2 separate regions of the Mus musculus genome follow, and region 1 is linked to region 2. A link is a contact called in public HiChIP or PLAC-seq data. All regions are on one chromosome and are shown on one strand. Each heading gives the region's core, a stretch centred on a gene start, on an enhancer-like site or on the middle of the called end of the contact. The rest is flanking DNA. Distances are from core to core; before and after follow the strand shown.

Region 1 (4,713 bases), core at 2,043-4,542, 740 kb before region 2:
CCTCCTCCTTCTCCTCCTCACTATGGGCTTGCCTCTGCTCTGGGTCTTCATCTCCCTCTTGAGAGCTGTGGTCACCTTCCTTCCTTGATTCTCTTGAACTGGGTCCTGTGGGTTGCAGGGGCTGATGAGCAATCTCTCCCTGAACAGGCTCTCTGTGACCCTGCCTCGCCCTTTCATCTTGATCTTGTAGCCTGTGGCTGGGGGCCTTGTGGCCAAACTCAGTAGAAATGTCCTCATCATCACCCCTGGAGGCTCTGTGGTGGTGATGGCCTGGGACTTCATTCATGTGTTCTTCTAGAGAGTCCTCCTCCCTGTCAGCATTGTGGCCTTGGGGACGGTGGCTTGCAACATGGTGGCTGTACTTGACTGCTACCTCTTCTTCACTCTCACGTCCAAGATCATGGTGAGCATGTCTAGGAGACTGGTGCCAGTGTTCAGTGGATACAGCCTCATCTTCCTCTTCCTCATTTTGGTGGCTTTGGCGGCCATGGCTGGGGACATGATGGTAGTCTTCTTCTGAGTCATCCTCATCATCTTTGTGCTCATGGTCTCTGTGTCTGTGGGCTTGATGCACATGCTCAGTAGAGTCATCATCTCCATCATCATCATCATCATCTTCTTCTTCTTCATAGCCTTGGCGTCCATGCCTGGAGACATGATGATCATCTTCATCTGACTCATCCTCATCTTCTTCCTTCCTGTGGCCTTGGGTCTGGTGCCGGTGCTCAGTGGAGTCTTCTTTATCTTCATCATCATCATCATCATCATCATCGTCATCTTGCTCTTCGTTGTGGCCTTGGTGGTCCTGGGTATGGTGTCTGTATTCACCAGAGTCACCGTCTTCATCATCATTTTCATCTTCTCGGCCTTGAACTCTGTGGGTGTGACTGTCTTCATCTGAGTCCCCATCGTCTTCCTCCTCATGATCCTGATATCTGTGAGCTTGGTGTCCATGCTCAGTAGAGACACCATCGTCATCGTCATCATCACTGTGGCCTTGGTGCCTGTGGCTGTGGGCATGATGGAGTTCATCTCTCTCCTTTGAGTGGCTCTGGTGACCATGGACCTGGTGTTCATTATCATCAGAGTCCTCCATCACATCCACCCTCTCCTCCTCCTCTCCTCCATCATCGTCATCATCTTCCTCTCCGTGGCCATGGTGGGCATGCCTGGGGACGTGACGGTGATACTCACTGGAGACAATGCCATCCTCATCTTCGTGGCTGTGGCTCCTCTGTCTGGGGAGGTGGTTCTCTGCCGAGTCTCCTAAATCTTCATTGTCATGTTCCCGGTGCCCGTGGAGCTGTCTAACATGCCCTCTGAAGACCTCTTCAGAGACATTCTCCTCTCCAACCTCGCGGCCAGGGTACCTGTGGTCTTGGACCCTGTGGCCATATTCCCTGGAGAAGTCTTCACCCTCTTCTCTGTGGCCTCTGTCCTTCTCACCTTGATATCCCCGGTGGATGTGGTGACCAAACTCAGTTGATAGGTCCTCTGAGGACCCAGGGATGCCTGCATTGTTGTTCCAGTTGCCCAGGCCCAGACCGGCCCCTCTCAACTCCTGGGTCACCACTGGAGGGACCAGCAGGATGGCCACTGTGGCCCAAAGGAGACAAGTGTGCAACCATGGCCCCTGGAAGCCCATGGGGACGTTTAGCAGCTGAGCGTCTGACCAGGCTGGCTTCAGCTGCCTCTGATGGGTCCTTGTGCCTTTTTGGCTTTGACTTTCAGATTGTCCCTTTTGTCGTGGTATAGCTCCCACTCTCTGCCTCTCTATCTTCCTCAGGTCTTGGATGACCCTCTGAGGATGTCCCCTTTGCAGCTGTGACCCTGGTTCCAGGACCTCCCTTCCCACTGCTGGACCAATGGGGTCTGTCCCCTCCCCTTCTTGCTGCTAAATTTATCCAGAGCCTAAGTTATTCTGGTCACTCCCTGCCTGCCCCTCCCCTCCTGTTCCTCTGGCTCAGGACTGGGTGGTGGAGGGGTCTTCATGGCGGGGGCGGGGGGGGGGAGGCAGGGACGTGACAAGCTCAAGTTTGGCATTTTTAGCACAAAGGCTGAACGTTTAGAGTGTCTTGCTGGGAAAGCCTGGGGCTCTGGGAGAGGAGGATGCAGGAGCAGAGGGCCCCCTGCAAGGTAAACACTGGGAAGCGTGCAGGCAGAATGGGACATTCGGTGTGACAGTGGTGTCCTGCAGAAGCTGTGGAAGACAGTGAAGGAATACTGTGCCCAACACCCCATGACCTCCTCTCACTGGAACTCAGATCTGGGGACAGGGGACCAGACCAGTGCTATAAATACAACAGGGGGGAGGTGCTGGGGGCTCAGGTTACTAGGCCTCAGCTGTCCCCACCAAAGGGACTTGGCTGCAAACAGGTGTCACTGCCTTCTCTGCTGGTCAGTGTCACCCACCCCACACTTGTCAGTATATCCACCGTCTTTGAGTTTTTGTCCTTTATGAGTCAACCCCCCCCCCCCCATTATAGTCACTGTTCTGAGCTTCCGTGTTTCTTCTCAGGATTCTAACCTCTCCTCTCCTACTGTGTCTTCCCTGATCCTTCTCTTTGATTCTTCTCTCTCTCTCTTTCTGTGTGTGTGTGTCTGTCTGTCTGTTTCTCTGTGTGTGTCTGTCTGTCTCTGTGTGTGTGTGCCTGTCTCTCTGTGTGTCTGTCTGTCTCTGTGTGTGTGTCTGTGTTTGTCTCTGTCTCTCCTCTGTGTGTGTGTGTTTTCTCTCTCTCTGTCTCTCTCTTTCTCCCTGTATCTCTGTCTCTGTGTGTGTGTCTCTCTCTCTAGTTCTCTCTGTGTCTCTGTTCTCTCTGTCTCTCCTCTCTGAATCTGGGACTCTGTTGCTCTATCACTTTGTATTTCTATCTGTCTCTAACTATCTCTGGATATCTCATTCTTTTTCTGTATTGCTGTCTTCATATTCTCTCTCTCTCTCTCTCTCTCTCTCTCTCTCTCTCTCTCTCTCTCTCTCTCTCTGGGTCTCTGCCCCCTTTTCTTTCTCTGGGTCCCTCTCTTAGTTTCTGTCTCTCTCTCTCTGGGTCTTTCTCTCAGTCTCTGTCTCTCCGAATCTATGTTTGTCCCATGGCTGACATCTATCGTGTGCCCCACTCTGCTTCCTTCGTTCCTCCGCTTGCTCTGCCTTCCAACTCTCGGTCTTTCTTGTCCCCCAAACCGACCCCATCACTGGTTTGGCAGCAGAGTTTGTCCCTCCTCCGCAGCCGCCCTCTCCCCGCCTCCCGTGACGTGTCCCGGGACTCCCCGCCCCGGGCTGGGCTGCGAAGTTGCGGATCCGGTTTGGTCGGGCGGGTCGGCGGCTGGAGGAAATACACGGAGCCTCAGGGGCTGCGGCAGCAGCATGGTGGGGCCGGAGAAGGAGCAGGTATCGCACAGCGTGGGGCTGGGAGTGAGTGGGGTCCAGAGGCGGAGCCAGCTCCGGGGATCCGGGTCAGATGCTGCAGTGGCTGGACCAGGAGTTCCCAGACCGAGCTGCGTGGGTTCCTGGCTGAGCCCGAGGGAGGAGTTCCCAGTGTGTCCCGTGGGCGCGCGGGGTTGTCTTCGAATCCTGTGGGTCTGACTCGACTCCCTGCCCTGCCCTTCTTGTTCCGGTTCTCAGAGCTGGATCCCTAAGATCTTCAGGAAGAAGGTGTGCACGACGTTCATAGTGGACCTCTCCGATGATGCGGGGTGAGCAGTTCGGGGCTGCTGACCTGGCAGCGTAGGTTCGCGGGCCCTGCCCCACTGCAGACAGGCTCCGCCCCCATAGACTGGACTCGCCCCACTCAACGCAGACAAGGGTGCCCACCACAGACTGACCTTCACTGCCTACCGCAGGAGGTCTTGGTGCACAGACACACCCCACCCACCACAGAAGTCTCAGCTCAACACACTCAGACCCCGCCCACTAAGGACCTTCCCGCCTTCACTTGAGACAGACCCCTCCCCCTGCCCTTGTTTTGGGCCACCCTGCTTAGGGCACGCCCCGAATTCTTCATTCCCCTCTAGGTGGGGATCCATTCTGTGTCTTTGTGTCTCTGTCTCTTTGTGTCATTTGTCTCTGCTTCGGCTTTCTGTGTCATCCCGGCTCAGCGAGCATAGCCACACAGCCCTGCCAGCCTTACATAGCTCTGCAGCTTTGGGATAGTAATTCCCTTCTAGGGCTGCGCTTGTCACCTGGGCACAGAACAGCTCCTCCCTTCTGGGGCCGCTGTGCAAACTAAACAAGGTCACTCTGGGACATTTCTGGAACTCTGCCCATCACCTAATAACATCTAATAAACATCCGGGAATATCTGCAACTCCCATGAGAAGAAGAGGGCAATTGCCACTGCAAGCTGTGCTGTGCTGTAGGTGGCAGGGGACAGGAGCAAGCCCTATAGGCTTCTTGGCTGCATGCTTAGTCTCCCTAGCGGGGTCCAGCTTTAACTCAGTTCTCAGGGTAGACTTTTGGCCTTGGGGCAGTGACACCTGATTTCCTTAGTGTGACTTTATCAGGAGCCTGTTGTCCCACCAGTGTGGGACAGGAAAATGTTGTATAAATAAACAGAGATACTGGTTTACTGGTGGGTCTGGCAGAGGGTCACAGACAGCGTGACTAAAGTCAGTGGGACAAGATGGGAGCTGGTGGGCTACAGGTGTCATTGGAAAGATGGTGCAGTGTGGTGCTTTGAAGGTGGCTCTGGGCCTTGGAAGTGCTCGGTCGAAGTCCTC
Region 2 (5,141 bases), core at 995-3,494:
TCGTTCCAGGGTCTCTTGGCCCAAAGGAAGTTTCAGGAAGGGGCGGGGGGAGAAAAGAAACTATGACCAGAGCTATCAAGAGAGTCTTCATGAGGCCTGGGAAGTTACTGAGGCTTATAAACTTCCAGGAGAGCTCTTTGAGGGACTCTGGGGTTTCTAAGAAAGGAGAGGGTGGAGAAGAGAGGAGGACCGCGGAGGGTTCTGGGTTTACACCAGGGGAAGCAAACAGAAGAGTGATGGTAGGGGGTGTGGGGAAGTGGGGGTGAGAGGGTGAGGGGAGCAAGGCTGGGAGAGGAGAACCTTGCGGGTTGAGCTATCCCAGGAGGGGCTGGGGTGAGAATTGAGAAATTTCTGGGTTGATGACTTGGATTTGAGGTGACACAAACTTCTGAAAGTCACTTGGCAGAATGAGAAAGTAACCGGGGAAGGAGGGATGGAAATGAAATTAATCCCGGAGACACAGGGCAGGTGTGCAGTTGGAGGGAAGGATATACGAACTGTGAGCAATTCGGTGGGAGGGGGGGGAACGACACACATACTGGGGGTACTGGAGAGGATAAGTATAACATAGGGCTCTTTTGGAGACACAGGAGTGGAACCTGCTGGACTCGAGGGAGGAAGTCCTTTGAAGGAGGCTGGTAAAGACGGTGAAGGATTTAAGGGTTTAGAAAGGAAGACGCCACCCCCAGCACACACTCAGCTAGATTGTGGGAAACTGTCCTGACTAGGACCAGTAGTTTGGAGGTTCAGAAGGCTCTGAGGGTTCCTTGGGGGGCGGAGATCTTCTAGAACTTTTGAGAGCTAAGAGCAGAAGATCACAAACAGCCAGGAGGCCCAAAGTTGAGAGAAAAACAGATCTAGGAGTTGGGCCCAGGGAGAATGAGGGAGGGCTCCAAGGAGGGAGAGATGGAGATGGAACTTCAGAGGGTCTGGAGATGGGTGGGACCTGGGACACTGAGGATCGGGAATAAGAAAATGGCTTTGGAGTGTTCAAGGGACAGTGGGAGAAGTTTTGAAGAGGCTGAGGCCATTCTGGGGACCTGCCAAAGGTCTCAGAAGGTGTGTGAGAAAGGTGGGGTAGGACTGTCAGGGAAATCCAGCTAGGAAGCTGTTCCCCAGGATCTATGATGACTAGGAGCAGCAGCGAGTTGGGGTTTAGAAGGTCCCAGGGACGCTTAAGTTTTCGGGAGGTGTCCTTGGAAGGGTGGTCTAAAGAGAGGGGTGTGTTTGCAGGGGTGCAGGGAACTCCAGCTGCAAGGAGGAAGGGCTTCCAGAGAACTGGAGGGCTCAAGAGGAGGAGGGACACTGGGATGGAGTGCTCCGGAAACAGAGCGGTTGGGATAATTAGGAGTGCTCGGAGAGCGCGCTCACCCTGGCAGCCCGCGACGAGTAGGGGTCCTCAAAAAGCGCCCACACACGGGGCTGCCAGCGCCGCCACCAGGTGCCGCCCGCGCCGCCCGCGCCCCCGGCAGGTCCTCCGGCACCTCCGCCCGCGTCCTGAAAACACAGACGCTTGAGCTCGCCGCCTGCCCCGTCCAGGCCGCCGCCTCCTGCGCCCGCCTCGTCGTCCAGTCCCGCATCGTGCGCGCCTCCGGCGTTGGCGTTGGCGTTGGCCGAGGAGTCCGGGGCCTCGAAAGAGTCCAGTGCCTCCTCAGCGTCACGGTGCTGGCGATAGGTCATCCAGCAGCAGGCCTCCACGTCCGTCTCGTCTATGCCCCAGAAGCCCAGCTCCTCCTCGAAGAGCGGCCCGCACACGTCGGCCGGGCAGTGCAGTTTGCCGGTGCGGTAGTAGTTGAGCACGTAGGCGAAGACGCCCGGGTGACGGTCGAAGAAGAACTCGTCCGTGCCCGGGTCGTAGTCAAAGCGCGCGGCCGCCTCGGGCTCGGTCAGCCCGGCCAGTCTGGTCCCTGGCAGGGTGCGCAACGTGGAGCGGTACGTCTCATGGCGCACGCCGCCCACGTTGATCACGATCTTACCGCTGTCGCCGCCGCCGCCGCCGTGCCGCCCCATGGCCACCGCCGGCAGCCCGGGGCATGGCTCGGCACGCCGGCCCCCAGGCCCGCAGGAAAGCGGGGCACCCGCCGGGGAGGCGGCAGTGCCGGGCTGAGAGCACTGCTGCTGCTGCGGCGGCGGCAGAGGCGGCGGTGAGGACTCAGGCGGCTGCGGCGTTGGCACCGGCTGAGGCTGCTGCTTGCCGGTCCCCTGGCGCCCGCGGAACGACCAGACGCACACTGAACTGAGCATTGGACAGGGAGGCGGGGCTGGGAGGGGGCAGGGTCTCGGGGGCGGGGCCCGGGTAGAGAGGCAGACGTGATTGGACAGGAGGAGGCGATGAATGGATGGGAGGGTGTGATTGGGCAGGTGGAGGGAGGGCACGAGCTGATTGGGCTGAGCGACTGGGCGGGGCCACGGCTAGGCAGACTCCGACCCAGCCTAGCTAGAGGAGGTGGGGTTGCACAGAAAGCTCAGGGATTGGATCCTACCTAGGAGAGGGCGGGGCGTCAAGGGGACCCTAAAAATGCCTAACTCAGCAGCACAGCGAAAATGGAGACCTCAGAGCCAGGTATGGGAAAGAGCCAGGTACCGTGAAGGAAGGGGGATCAGGCGTTCAAGGTCATGCTACAAAGTGAGATAGAGGCCAGCCTGGGCTGCATGAGACTCTGCCTCGAAAAAAAAAGGCCTATCAATTCTGGTGGGGGTAGGGGTGAGGAACGGGTTGGGGGGTGGTGGGTGGGGGGAAAGAAGTCACAACAAGAGAAGCTGACAAAAAGAAAACAAATTGCCTAGAGCCCGGGCAGGCGGGACCTGCACTGAAAAGGCAAATGAACGGGAAAGTAGGAGTAATTGGATGCAGCGAGCCCAAGAGATTATTAACAATCCTTATTGGGCCGCGACAATGAGGGGGGAGGGTCTCAACTGGGGTGAGGGCGGTACAAGGGAACTAGAGGTGGAGTTGGAACTTGATTAAATAAAAAAACTCACAGGAGACAGTCGAAGCGGAAGATACTGGGACGCTATGGTAAAGGAAGGAAGGCGAGGCCTGGGAGCCTCTGGATGAAAGCTGGGGAGGGGCGGAGGCTGCAAGTTGTGGAGTTGAGGGAGGTCTTAGGTTCGCTGTCCTCCTGCTTCAACATTAGCATCCCAAGTAGCTGAGATGACAGATGAGCACCACCATGTCCAACTGGATGTTGCAAATTTGGACTTCGTTAGACGGGGTTAGACCTGGGCGAAGAGGATCCGGACGAATGGGAGACACAGGCAGATGGACAGGGTCTATATCTTATATGAAACACCTTCAATAGTCCAGAGGAAGATGCGACTAGTAAGTGGATGGCAAAGTGGGGCGCTAAAAATGAGCATTTAGAGAGCCAGAAGCCTCCAGGCTGGTGGGATGGAGTTCTGGAAATGAGATGCCTGTTAGGGGAAGGACACTCATTGCTGGGCACGGGGCTGGGGGTGGGCTGGAATAGAGAGATTCATTGGTAGAGACCCCGGAGGATGGTCCACTACGTCTTAGGGAAGGGGCAAAAGTTGCCAGCTGGTGGAAGAAAGGGGATGAAGCGTAGACAACAAAGAGTGCAGACAGAAGGGCCAAGAGATGGGTAAAGGAGTGGGGACCAGGCATGCAGGAAAGAGCGCCACCGGGAGCACGGACAACAGCCTCTCAGCCACGAGGTCAGACGGGACCATTGGGAAGGGGCGGGGTTATGGAGGGAAAAGTGAGAAGCCAGAGGAAAGACCTCACACCTCCGAGCGGGTAGGCCCCGCCCTCTGGGCGGTCTTAGGCGCAGGGCCGGCAGTGCGCGAGTGCAGTGGCTGCGGCGGGGGCTGCAGCGGGAGGAGGCGCCTGCGGGAACGAAGAGGGCGGGTCACGGGCTGCGGCGGTCGCTGGCTCCTCGCCTTCCTCTGCAGGCTTTACGCGGGTTCGTATTCCCGTCTCCAGACCCGTTCCCGCTAATGTGTGTTTGTCACCTTTCTCCGCTGTCTCTGTCCTCCTACCTGTCCCCACCACTCTACGTATCCGGTTTCTCTTTTCTAAATCTGTTTCTCCATGTCTCTATATGTGGATCTCTCCTTTCTCCTTTGGGTCTTTGTCCCCCTCCTCTAGGTATCAGGTTCTCTCTCTCGGTCACTTATCTTCCCCATCTGGATCTCTCTCTCTCTCTCTCTCTCTCTCTCTCTCTCTCTCTCAGACTCTGTCTCTCCCTTTCTGAGTCTCTTCCCCAGCTTCCTATCCCCACCCCTCCCTGGGCTTTTGTTTCTCTCAGGGTCTCTGTCTTCCTCTCTCCCTGGATCTTGGTTCCTCTCTGTCTCTGGGTCTCTTGGCCCTAGTCTTGCCTTGGTCTCTGTCTCCAGGTCCAGATTTTTAGTTCCTCTGTTTCTGGGTTCTCTACCTCAGTCTAACCCCCGTCCTGGCAGTAGTTGAGTCTGTCGCTCCAGGAGAGTTGCAGAAATGGGGCCTGTCCTGCAGACCCGGGAGTGCATCCTCACCCTCCTCCAGACCCTGGAGCCCCCTCCTCTGGAGACTTCAATACTCTGATGGAGGCGCCAGGGCAGAAAATAGAAAAGAGGCGCTCACTGCCCACTTTGTACTCCTAATGCTGGCGTATCACAGAGGGACCTGCTGTGCGAGAGTGGGTGTGGATCCCAGGTCAATTAGGGATAGGCTTGCAGGGATAGGGCGGGGATGGCGATGCTTTAGAGGCTGAGGAATGGACTAGCACGAGGACCTAGGTCACAGTCCTTTCGCACCTCACCTCCACCCCGACTTGCTGCTTTTAGCAGAGGCCATGAACAGGATCCAATTACCAAATAAATTGGTCAGAAGTTGGGAGGGAGGTGGAGGATGGTGAGAGGAAACAGAGAAGACTTGTGAGGTTAGAGGCAGGCAACAGTTTGAAACTCATGAAGGCTTGGGAAACTTGGGTTTCATCACTCCAAGACCTCGCCAGGGTGTAGGGAGAGGGTTTGGTCATTAGAGAATCACCTCCCTTCACCAGAGGCTGCACGAAGCTAGTTACAGGGTATCCCGAGGGGAACAGAATCAAGGCTGAGTGAGGGGACATAGGAAAAATATCCGGCTCTTTCTTGAGACTCTTTTCTCAGTCTTGGTTTAACTCATCCATCCACATCCTTTCCCC

The links. HiChIP or PLAC-seq counts read pairs in DNA pulled down with a chosen protein or histone mark.
Region 1: a FOXA1 HiChIP or PLAC-seq map of pancreatic cancer cells shows a contact between it and region 2. The contact joins the promoter of Trpm4 here to the promoter of Kcnc3 in region 2.

What each region holds. Positions count from the first base shown.
Region 1 is chr7:45,332,359-45,337,071 of GRCm38.p6, reverse strand. It overlaps Trpm4 (transient receptor potential cation channel, subfamily M, member 4), which reads left to right and starts at 3,292. Exons shown (of 25, transcript NM_175130.4): 1 at 3,292-3,385; 2 at 3,620-3,690. The coding sequence starts at 3,362. It overlaps Hrc (histidine rich calcium binding protein), which reads right to left and starts at 1,803. Exons shown (of 6, transcript NM_010473.2): 1 at 1-1,803. The coding sequence starts at 1,645.
Region 2 is chr7:44,587,989-44,593,129 of GRCm38.p6, reverse strand. Kcnc3 (potassium voltage gated channel, Shaw-related subfamily, member 3) reads right to left here and starts at 2,244. Exons shown (of 4, transcript NM_008422.2): 1 at 1,372-2,244. The coding sequence starts at 2,244.